Linked DNA regions of Danio rerio: region 1 is linked to region 2. Evidence: chromatin contacts called from public Hi-C data. All regions are on one chromosome and are shown on one strand. The core of a region is the stretch at or near the end of the contact, and the rest is flanking DNA. Distances in the headings are between cores, read along the strand shown. Region 1 overlaps si:ch211-180f4.1. Region 2 holds the start of si:ch211-180f4.1.

What was found. A called contact is a pair of places that touch in the nucleus more often than the background predicts.
Region 1: a Hi-C map of embryo shows a contact between it and region 2, with 2.7 times the contacts expected there. The contact joins the enhancer-like site here to the promoter of si:ch211-180f4.1 in region 2. A contact is called at or near these places in 3 of 18 Hi-C or Micro-C datasets (embryo, hematopoietic stem cells and skeletal muscle).

The regions. Positions count from the first base shown.
Region 1 is chr8:10,403,509-10,409,484 of GRCz12tu, forward strand. It overlaps si:ch211-180f4.1, which reads left to right. Exons shown (of 2, transcript NM_001386705.1): 2 at 1-4,844. The coding sequence ends at 586. Among named protein-coding and RNA genes, the nearest start is that of otud5a, 10 kb to the right of the region's middle. Within about 2 kb of position 4,628, at least 6 of the 62 cell types and tissues checked have an H3K27ac peak or open chromatin away from gene starts, as enhancers often do.
Region 2 is chr8:10,355,209-10,361,865 of GRCz12tu, forward strand. It overlaps si:ch211-180f4.1, which reads left to right and starts at 2,519. Exons shown (of 2, transcript NM_001386705.1): 1 at 2,519-2,783.

The sequences.
Region 1 (5,976 bases), core at 3,378-5,877, 50 kb after region 2:
ATCATTGGTAATTCTTGCAAAAACTGTTCATGCCCAGTCTGTCGTGCTCGAATGGAAGATGCACCCATATGCTATTCCTTCCAACCATGAGGCGGGACAACCAAAGTGGCTTAGTGCTACCGTAAAGATCGACAATCCACAGATCAGCTACACCGCGATGGTCCCTGTAGATGTCCAAGAGTACAACCTCACCCACCTTCTACCTTCAACAGAGTACCAGGTTTGCCTGACTATGGCCGGCACTGAGCAAACCCAGCACTCCTGCATCAACGTGACTACTAAAGAAGCCAGCTTCGCTGTAGAGATGGTGGCACAGCCGACCAACGTAGCCCTGGCCGCAGTCATGGGCTCAATGTTCGCCATCTGCATCATGGCTCTGTTGGTGTTCTACATGGGACGACGCATGAAGCAGAAATCTTGCCATCACTCACTTAAAAAATACATGCAGCACACCACTTCCATTCCTCTGAATGAACTCTACCCGCCCCTTATTAACCTCTGGGAGAATGAGACGGAAAAAGAGAAAGAAGGTGCCGTTGATCCTCAAAACTCACAGATAGACACTTCAAAAACATATATGTGGTAGCTGCACAACACAAAGTAGACAGAAGAGACATTTCAACAGTATTTATACTGTGTTGTACATACATGACAAGTATGTATTATTGATTTGTCATTGTGAAAGATACATGTATTTTTAGATTGTACCCTTCAATGCCAAGCACACTTGGTTGCAGTTGTGATTGTTAGATGACCAACAAACGTGGGGAACAAAACACATCCTATGCTTTCGCATTGCATTGTAATTTCTGAGACGGTTTAATTCAACGTTAAGCATGCAGATGTGTTAAAAACTCCTATAATTTATTCATTCTATATCAGCACTAAGCAAGCTAATCCACACATCGCACTATTTATATCGCCTCACATATCAAGCGCAGTCACACGATATCAGTTTTTGCATGTACTTTTGCATGATGTTTTGGTGCTAACAGGGTGAGGTTTTTCCTAGTTTTTCTCACTTCTAAAAATACACAGGTGTGAGAAGGTGACATAAGCGCGCTCTCGTTCGTCTTCAGCTCGTCACATTTTATCACCTGCATTGTAATGGTAATAAAACCTAAACCAAACATGCCAGGTGCTATGAAGATGCTGTTTCTGCAAACTAATTAGCTGTCATATGTAATTAATATCGGGAACACAACTGCGCAGCTGTGCTTATTTATTCCTGCAGTGTTAAATAACTACTGAAGAGTGTGCGAAAATGGCTCTGTTTATTAGCACTGACTGGAAATGTATTTCAGATTTAATGGGAAAAAATAATCATCAGCCTATAATGATCACGCCTGACATTTACTAGCAGACACTCGCTATTGCTAACAATGATGGGGGCCATTTTATGCTTTGCACCTCATCATGTGCTTGGCGTTTTGATTACCGAAAGATTGCTTCAGTTCTCAGTTAGACATGTTGCCAAACTCAATATTCACACAATTCAGTCTGTCTGTATAGCGGTGTATAGTGTGTGTGTGGAGAATGAGAAAAAAATAATTGAATTAATGTTGTTTTTCTCCTGACGTAGGTTAATTAATCTTTGAAATACACATAACACCCTGAAAATTCAGTTTTGTAAAGGTTTTGATGTTTAATATGTGCATTATATTTATCAATACAAATGTTATGCAAGACACATACTCATATGTCATACAAAGATCTAGATATTGATCAAATTTAACCAAATTATTTTTGATTAAAAAGAAAAAAAGTGTTCTTTGAAGTGCACTCTGTAATTTTCATTAAGACTTTGCTGCTCTAACCATTAAAATTAGATTAAAAGCTTAACAAAACTGCTTTATTATAGATGCATATCACTTATTGCAGATCATGGGTCTCAATCTCAATTCCTCGAGGGCCGCAGCTCTGCATAGTTTTACTCCAACCTTTCTCAAACACAGCTGATCCAACTAATCAAGGTGTTCAAGACTACCAGACACCAATAGTCTTGAACACATCTTGATTAGTTGAATCAGCTGTGTTTGATTAGGGTTCGAGTAAAACTGTGCAGAGCTGCGGCCCTTCAAGAATTGAGATTGAGACCTATGCAGATCATTTCATGCAAATTGTAGTCTCTCATGCACATAATTCATTTATGTCAAGTAATTTTTTTGCAAGTAAACACTGGCGTGATGCTGCCCAGCAGGCACCGGACGTCACACAGACATAAAAATGACGCTGGATTCCAACCTCAGACTAGCTTTGAATTTTGGTTGTATATGAAAATCGGCTTGACGTCAGAACCCAAAGTCAAGATGTTGGAATTAGAATAATATCAAAACCTAATATTAATCAAATATCAACATCTACTGATATTACATTTTAACAGGGGCACCGCTGCCCGCAAAAAAAATGAAAGCATTTCTTGGGTGTTGTGGACAAAATTGTAAAGCAAGGGGATTTGGGAGGGGGGGGGGGGGGGGTGATGTCGGTGGGGGGGTGTGGTGTCGCAGATGATGGAGTGATTGTGGTGTCGCGGATGAAGAGTGGGGTTGGGAGGGGTGCCAGGGTTGTGTGGGGGGCCAAAATGGCATGAGCCCTTGAAATCGTCCTAACTTTCCCCCCCTAGCGGCACCCCTGGACTTTAACCAACATAGTCTTATTTTGAAAACGTAGCCCTATATACATTTCTGGAGATCACGAAATATGTATCCAGAGGTACATATGGCTGCATCTTGTCTTTAAAACGTGGGGGCGGGGTGCGGGGGCCAAGAATAGTATCTCTGGGGGTTCCAAAACAGCATGTCTATAATCGTCCTAAGCTTACACAGCCGCCTTCGGTGGATTTGCAAAAAACAAAAACAGCAAAAAACTTTGCTCCTGGGGTGTATTTCGCAATATCCAGAAAAGTATACTGCTGTACATTATCAGAATGAGCCTGGGTTGACTTTGACATTGTATAGACGTCACATTAAAATGATGTCGAATTTTAGTTAGGTAATTACACAACATAAAACCAACCAAAGATAAACTTCTACTGATGTTAGACTTTGAGATTTTAGGGACGTCATATCATAACGTGAAAATAATGGTGGATTTTAGTTAGTTAATGCCACAGCCTAAAACCAACTAAAAATCAATGCCAGCTGACGTCGGTATTAGACAGCAAATTGACATTAAATTTTGATCACCTGATGTCGCAACCAAAACAGAATTAAAGATCAACGTCATATGTAGGCATGGGACGATAACCGTTTTCAAGGTATACCGCGGTTTGGGAAAGTAAAGGTTTTAAAACCGCCAAAATCTTCTGTTATACCATTGCAACATTTTTTTTATATACAACAGTATCTCCAGTGGAAAAGATATCCAAAGATGCCATTTTAAATTGTAAAGAAATCTGTGTTTTTGAAACGAATGAAGACAGCAGAAGTCTGTGATTTATTTTAATTATTATGTTTACTGCTCCAAAATATTTTAAATGTTTCTAAAAATAAAATACGTCCGAAATCAGACTTATTAAACTACAAGCGTCAATTATTCAAATTAGGGGTAACAAAGTGGTGCAATAAGTAGTCCTGTCACCTCACAGCAAGAAGGTCCCTGGTTCGAACCTCTGCTGGATCAGTTGGCGTTTCTGTATGGAGTTTGCATGTTCTCCCTGCGTTCGCATGGGTTTCCTCCAGGTGCTCCGGTTTCCCCCACAGCCCCAAGACATGCGTTACATGGAATTAAATAGGCTAAGTTGCCCGTAGTTTATGAGTGTGAATGAGTGTGTGGATGTTTCCCAGAGATGGGTTGCAACTAGAAGGGCATCTGCTGCGTAGAACATATGCTGGATGAGTTGGTGGTTCATTCCGCTGTGGCGACCCCGGATTAATAAAGGGACTAAGCCAAAAAGAAAATTAATGAATTATTCAAATTAACATAATTCAATTTCAGATTGTTTTGGCATATTATTAGCTCCATATTTACCCAGACATTTAAAAAGAATACATTTTAAAGCAAAGTAATCACAATACCGTGAAACCGTGATATTTTTATCCAAGTTTATCATAGCGTTAGAATCTTATACCGGCTAATGCCTCAACATATATGATATTGTGTGCCTGCTGGGTGCATTTGCATTGATAATTGTAATAAATCCACTGCAAGAGCAACGTAATTGATTAAAATTACTGAGTGCACTTTTGTTATATATTGTTTGACCAAAGATATGACACATATTCAATAGTTCTTTCATCACCGTCATCGGTCAATGAGATGTCATGGTATGTTTAGCTCTGAAGGATAGCGAAGTAAAATATATTTGAGCATCTCTTGATATTCCTTACCCCTTTGCTCAATTTCTGAGCTGTTTATTACGATTGTTTTTTGTATTATATGCTGAACTTTACTGTAGTGTAGATTATTATTCCTGAATCTAGAAAATGCACTCAACACATGCACATGCAGACAATGTCTAGAGCTGACGCTAGCAGTCGGTTCTTGTGTGAAATGTCGTTCGTACTCACGTCACATTTTTTTAAGGAGTACTTTCATCACCGACTGTAAATCACATTGGGTGTTATTACTGGCAGAAGAGCCGAGAAGATGTCACCTCAGATTAAGCATTAAATGTATCACTCCACCTCCGCCCTCTAGCGGCGGAGGACACTAATGACGTCTCACACGATTTGCTGTATCTCAGTCAATAGCAGGGTATTTTGTAATAGAGGAATATTATTGTTATATATCAATTAAGTCGACGGTTTTACACTGTTAAGACGTGTTGTGACGTCCATGCGCGGTAGTTGAGGAGCAATGACTGTCTGAAGAAACATTTGAGAGAAATAAACACAATAACACCACAGCTGTTGTTGAGCCTCTCCTTGTTGCTTTTTTTATTTGTGTGTGAGTGTGTGTGTGTGTGTGTGTGTGTGTGTGTGCGCGCGCGCGCGTGTGCGTGTGTGTGCGTGCGTGCATGTTTTTGTGACATATCAGGACACAAATCTGTATAGTGACATGGGTATGACACAGGTATTACAAAAAGGAGGTGAAGTATGAGGACCTCATTTCATTTCTCAAAAAGCTTATAAATCCCACAGGATGAGTTTAATCAGTGAGGGAAGCTGGACACTGTCTCCTGTGATGGTTGGGTTTAGGGGTAGGGTGGGGTGAGAGCAATTACAATTTACGGTTTGAACAGTATCAAATGAATGGAAACCTATGTAATGTACCCACTTTTCACAAAAACATGTGTGTGTGTGTGTGTGTGTGTGTACAATGATGTCTGTGATAAGATAAATTGACAAAAGTACTTGAAATAGTGCTTATTAACTCAAAGAAAGAACTGTAATGTTTTAATTAATTACATGAAAATAAGATGTCAATTTCATTTATATAGTACTATTAGACACAACCAATGTGCTGAACAATACAAATCACAACTGAGAATTTTTTTTTTAAAATTATAGCTAAAACAATCAATTCTCACTGATAATTATTATAGATAAAACAAACAATTCTGACTGATAAAATGCCAAATCAAAAAGGTAAGTTTTCAACCTACTTTTAAAAACAGACAGAGATGATATAGACCTAATGCAGAGGGGCAGAGCATTCCACAAGCTACTGCGAAAGCACGGTTACCCCTCGACTTTGGGATGCATAACAGTCTCTGGTTAGATGACCGACCACAGGGGTGCGTTTCCCAAAACCATTGTTTATTTTTTATTTATTTACGTTCAATTTATTTATTTTAAATGTGTGTATGTGTAAAACAATATCATCTGCACAAAGAAATTATGGGGTTTTTCTCTAAAGAAGTTGTTACTCCACCCTGTTTAGAGCATTATTTTGGGCATTTTATGTTATGACTAACGTGGTTCAAATGATGGATCTGCGACAGAAACTAGGTTTTGGGAACACTCGTCACCAGTGGCGCAAAAAGGGGGTATGCAGTATATGCGGCGCATAGGGGCGCCACACATGGGGGGGCGC
Region 2 (6,657 bases), core at 1,269-3,768:
CTTATAAAGACTCAGTGGTAAAATGAGAGCATGATTGATTAAATTGTTATTGGCTGATGAAGAGACAAGAGACGTCCTGAAATGCTGTATTCTATAGGGAGACTTCTGTTTTAATTATGAGAACAATATAAATAAGAACTAAAAGTTGCCTCTCAAAACTAAGATGTTTGAAACACATTTCAGCATACACTGTTAGCAGAATTGCAGTTTTAATAGGGTGAGTAGAAAGATTTTCCCTAATGTATCAAACAATCATAGTAAAATAGTCTGGAATGATTCAATATATACATACATATATATATATATATATATATATATATATATATATATATATATATATATATATATATATATATATATATATATATATATATAATATTGTTAGAAAAATTTTGATAAAATATAAAAAACTTTAGTCCCCTATATATGGCTTTTATTGGCTGTTAAAATATGGAAAAGATCAAAATGCTTGGTTTCAGAAGCCACAGAAAATAAAAACAAAATATATATATTGGTGGAAAATGTACATATAATCTAGACTTTTTATAAAATAAAATAAAAATAATTTACAAAGATGATCAAAAATAAAGTAATACAAATTTGGAGTTAAAGTTGACCATAAAAAGTATGAAATGAATGTAAAAGCATACATTGTTAGGACTGCGTTGTTTTGTGTTTCTGTGTGTTTGATTTATTCTAGATTTGGGCGTGCCTTCAGCGCACCTGATGCTGGTCAGCGTCCTCATTTAAACCCCGGCAGAGAGTTTGTTGGGGCCGCTGTCCATTCACTTGGCAGTAGGCCAGAGCTGTGCTCCAATTTGGGCATTATGCTTTGTTTCGCATTCATACACTGACAACATTTACTACATCCATTTACTTTCTTTTTACACTGATTGAACATACTGATACTGATGTTTTTCATTATATTATTTCAGTTGTGTTAAATAAATCTTCTTTTTGATTACACTTCGCCCTGTCAAGAAAAATATGTATTTATAAAATAAAACAGATTATTATAAAGATAAAATAAAAAAAATTGGTTATTAAAAAAAAATGTAAAAATCTAAATAAAAATATCTAAATAAAAACTGAATATTATAAATATAATGAATATATTAATTATATAATATTATAAAAGGGAAAATAGTAACAATTAATAAAATATCTAAAAAATAAATTTATTACATAAAATATTAAATAAATCAAATAAGATATATAAATAAATACAGATTATTATAAATATTAAACAATCTATTATGTAAGTCTTAATGATATGATATTATAAAAAGGAAAATAGTAACAAGTAATTTGTTTATACATTCATTCATTCATTTTCAGCTTAGTCTCTTTTTAATCAGGGGTCGCCACAGCAGAATGAATCGCCAACTTATCCAGCATATGTTTTACGCAGCTGATGCGCTTCCTTTATATATAGTTGAAGTCAGAATTATTAGCCTCATTTGATTTTTTTCTTCTTTTTAAAAATATTTTCCAAATGATGTTTAACAGAGCAAGGAAATTTTCACAGTATGTCTGATAATATTTTATCTTCTGCAGAAGTCTTATTTGTTTTTAAAAATTTTTAACACCATTTTAAGGTCAAAATTATTAGCTCCTTTAAGCTATTTTTTTTCAATATTCTACAAAACAAACCATCCTTAATACAATAACTTGCCTAATTACCCTAACCTGCCTAGGTAACCTAATTAACCTAGTTAAGCCTTTAAATTTCACTTTAAGCTGTATAGAAGTGTCTTGAAAAATATCTAGTAAAATATTCTGTACTGTCATCATGGCAAAGATAAAATAAATCAGTTATTAGAAATAAGTTATTAAAACTATTATGTTTACAAATGTTTTTTTTTCCCTCCATTAAACAGAAAATGAAAAAAATAATAATAATAAACGGTGGGGGGGGGGGGGGGTGGGTAATAATTCTGACTTCAAATTATATATATATTTTAAACATTTAAATAATATTTTGAAAGTCAATTTTATATTTTACAAGGCATAAAGTAACAAGTGATAAACATATAACGTAAAAAAACATTAAATGAATCAGTTAAATAAAATATATTATAATATATAAAATCTATTAAGATTTTTTTATTATATAGTATTATAAAAGGGGGAAAAGCATTACAATATAAAAACAGATCTAAATACAACGTTATTGGCTAAAGAACGTGTTCACTGCTATGATTTTCCCACAAGTCGTTAAAATCAAATGTGTTACACGCTAAGCGCTTTTTAGAAAAGGAGAAGCTGGTTTATTTGCCTTTGCCTGGTCTGTAGAGGATAAAGGTGATTTCTGACCTCATGCTTTTGTCTTGTTCATCAGAAACACGAGCCTGTATGAGGAGCTGCCGCAGGAGCGCTCGACCTGGACTCCACCATTACATCATCGCTGTGGGATAAAACCAAGCCCCTCCTCCTGCCTTTCGTTGGCTGAGCGACCTGGCCCCGCGTTCCTATTGGTGAATAGCGGCATGAGGGGAATCTTCTAGGGGGCGTGGTCTCAGCGTGTAAGCGCGCTTCAAATACACTGTAAAAGATGCATAAGGGAGCGATGCTGATGCTGGTGATGCGAGAATAATTTCACACCGGAGACGAGCTTTTCCAACGGACAGCACGAAGATGACAATGGACCTCATATTTAGGATTTAATTAGCTATATTATAAGCAGCAGCAATCTACCGCTGAAGCGACCGTGTGCGACGTGATAAGTAGAGAAATAGGTGAGAGGGAGATCCTGGATCGGATCCATCCGACAGTCGCTGGAGGTAAGGGCGTTTCTGAGAGCATCTCTGAGGCTTTTCTGGATCCAGTTGTGGAAGTTAAAAAATGAATTATTAGATGGCTTATAACCGCCTTTGAATGTGCAGTGTGTGCTAAGAGTTGTAAGGTTGTGCTCCAAGAAGTTTCTTTTCTTTTTTGGCGGTTTGCTCGAGCTTCCATCGAGGTGATCATCAGTTTTGTCTTAAAGGGATAGTTCACACACAAAAATGAAACATTACTCACCATTTACTCACCCTTACGTGGTTACAAAGCTTTATCAGCTTCTTTATTATGTTAGATGCAAAATATGGTATTTTTAAAAAGAGAGGTGAATGCAAGGACTTCTATAGTCGGAAAAACACTTACTATAGAAGTCAATGGTTACCCGTTTTCTTGAAATATATTTTTTTTGTGTTCATCAGAATAAAGAAAGTCAAACAGGTTTGTAACTAGTGAAGGATGAGTAAATGATGGCAGAATTTTCAGTTTTGGGTTAGCTATTTTTTTAACTTGTTTTTGGAGATCTAGAGACACCATGGGACGCTTCGGGAGAGATGTAGAAACACTGCAAATAAGGTTATTATATTGTTGTTCATGATTTATTTGCTGTCATTTGACTTACTCATCCTTCACTTGTCACAAACCTGATAAGTTTCTTTTTTCTGTGGAATACAAAATGCGATTTTTTTTAATGGCTTAAAATCATTTACTTCCGTAGTTGGAAAAACACTTACTATGGAAGTCAATGGTTACCGGTTTTCTTTTTTCTTTGAAATATATTCTTTTGTGTTCATCAAAATAAAGAAAGTCAAACAGGTTTGTAACTAGTGAAGGATGGGTAAATGATGGCAGACTTTTCAGTTTTTAGTTAACTATACCTTTTTTGGAGACTTAAAAACATCATAGAAAGCTTCACGAGAAATGAACATATTTAGAAACACTAGAAATGAGGTTTGATAGTTTGTATGTTGTTGTTTATGATTTATTTGCTGTCATTTGGGTCATTTTAAATGGTTGTTAGATTGTACACAGCAAATACTCATTTTCTGTACATTTATGGAGCTGAGTGCATATTATTAGCATAGGAAATACATTTATTTATAGTAATATGACTAAGTAAATATGACATATTATAGTAAAAATGACACTGGTTTAAGTATTAAGTGTAGACTATATGTTTGTTTAAAGCTCCTTAAAGGGATAGTTCACCTTAAATGAAATTCTGTCATCATTTGATTTACTCATCCGTCACTTGGCACAAACCTGATTGAGTTTCTTCATTCTGTTGAACACAAAATAAGATTTAAAAAAGAGTGGTGAAAGCAATGACATCTATAGGAGTTTCCCCGGGGTTTTTTTTTTTTTTTTTTAAATAATCCCAATCTGCACCATAGTAAGGCACCTTGTAAGTAGTCAACTCTTAAGAGCAATCACTATCGGTTCAGTAGCTACTATAGCAAGGGCGTTCTCGAAATCTGCCTGAGCTCAAACTCCCCTCTTGCCTTGCAAACGGGAGGGAGCCCCGGGCTCGAGGATCTTATGAGCTCAGGGCTCTCTACCAGGACAGCATGCCAAACAAGCTTTATAAACAATCATCAGCTAATTGTGAATTCTTGAATGGAGCTATGTGCATTTTATCAGTATAGGAAATACAATATTTATTTATAGTAATATTTAAAATATGACACTGGTTTAAGTATTAAGTGTAGATTATATGTTTGTTTAAAGCTCCTTAAAGGGGTAGTTCACCTAAAAATGGAAATTCTGTCATCATTTGATTTACTCATCCTTTACTTGACACAAACCTGATGAGTTTTTCTCCTTCTGCTGAACACAAAATACGATATTTTGAAGGATATTGGAAACTGGTAACCACTGACTTCCATAATGTTAGTTTTTTCTAATGGTTACCAGTTTCTAACATTCTTCGAAATGTCTTATTTTGTGTTCAACAGAAGAAAGAAACTCTTTGGAACCACATAAGGGAAAATAAAAAGTGAGTAAGTTTATTTTTGGTTGAACTACCCCTTTAACCTTTGTGACCTTTTAAAGTATCAAGATGAAGCCATTACACAATTTTTTTATGATTTAATTGTCAATGTGTTAACAGCCTGTAACAAAACTTTAACAACATGCCAGACCTTCTCCTATGTGCTGAGGCTGGACATAGAGAGTTTGTAAACAGATTTTTATATGGAGGAATCAGAACATTTTTTGCAAGGAAATCAAAATGATTTGACATTTACATAATCGTCAGAGCTTCTGTTCTGTTCTTTGACACGTGAAACAAATGGTAGTAATATTCAGGATAATGCAGAAAAGGCTGTTCTTTACTATAATGCCAATGCAAAAATGATACAACGATATTCTTCAAAGCCAGATTTATTTTTGTCTATGGCAATGGTTTTCTAGCTGCCCTGTGACCCAAAGTTTCCCATGGTCACTGGGCCACAATCAATTACGTATATGTGTAATACACACATGTATGTATTTTTAGGAAATTCATTCATTCATTTATTTTCTTTTCAGCTTAGTCTCTTTATTTATCTTTATTAACTTATCCAACATATTCTTTTCGCAGTGGATTTTTTAGGAATTTTTTTTTTCTTTTAGAAAAATGTAATAAACCAGCTGAAAGTTCTTAGTTGCTCTTTGCGATTAGACTTTAGTATAATTTTTGTTTTACTTTGTAAATAACTGATGTCACTTTTAATATTACATTGTAAAAGTGACTTTTTAAAAATATTAAACGTATATTTTGTCATTTAGGGACATAGCAAAGTTTCCATGTTTTCAGACATCCTGGTAGGTCACTAAGGTCTTCTGATCAGTTCATTCTTCGGTACCAAGGTCCCGGTGTAAGCGAAGTGGGGATCAGGCTTTTGCTGTTATCGCCCCAAAACTCTGGAACCGGCTTTCAGCCCACATCCGACACACTCCAACTCGATCTGTTTTTTAAAAAGCTTCTGAAACTCTATCTTTGTTCTTTAGCATTTCAGCCTTTTTAATGTTGAGGGGTTTGCATTATGTTTTAGTTGTTATGTATGGGATGTAGGTTTTATTTTATTTAGTATTGATTTTTTTCAAGGGCGAAGCAGTGGCGCAGTAGGTAGTGCTGTCGCCTCACAGCAAAGAGGTCGCCGGTTCGAACCTCGGCTTAGTTTTTGTGTGGAGTTTGCATGTTCTCCCTGCGTTCGCGCGGGTTTCCTCCGGTTGCTCCTGTTTCCCCCACAGTCCAAAGACGTGCTGTACAGGTGAATTGGGTAGGCTAAATTGTCCGCAGTGTATGAGTGTGTGTGTGAATGTTTCCCAGAGATGAGCTGGAAGGGCATACGCTGCGTAAAAACGTACTGGATAAGTTGGCGGTTCATTCCGCTGTGGAAAACATCAAAAAAAAAAAAGCTGTGCATCACAAAAAATGAACAAAATCGCATTCATACTCTCTTTTATGTCGCATGTACAAAAGTGAGAGCGTTAACAAACAAAAAAAGAGCTGCAGTTCACTTATTGGCCACTAATGCCAAGTGTTTCTAAATTTAAATCATAGTTACCGCTTTTAAATAATGTTTGGCCCGAGAATGTAACAACATGTTATAATTTCATAAAAGGCACGTCTGCAATAATAATTTGGAGGCAGAATCTATGACCCCGTTTTGGCAGATGTTTTCTTGTCGAACTGCACTGATAGTTGTGTTTGCATGCGTCGAGCAAAACTGCGCTGTTTAATTATAGCTGCTCTAAATAAAAGCGCGCAGAAGAGCTCTGAAGTAGCGAATGTCCCGGGGGAGCGGGAGTGAATGTAGCAGAGACGGCGCACCAACCCTTAACACTCGTAATGGATGCTTACATCCTCAGTTCATGTGATCTCACACTCCATTT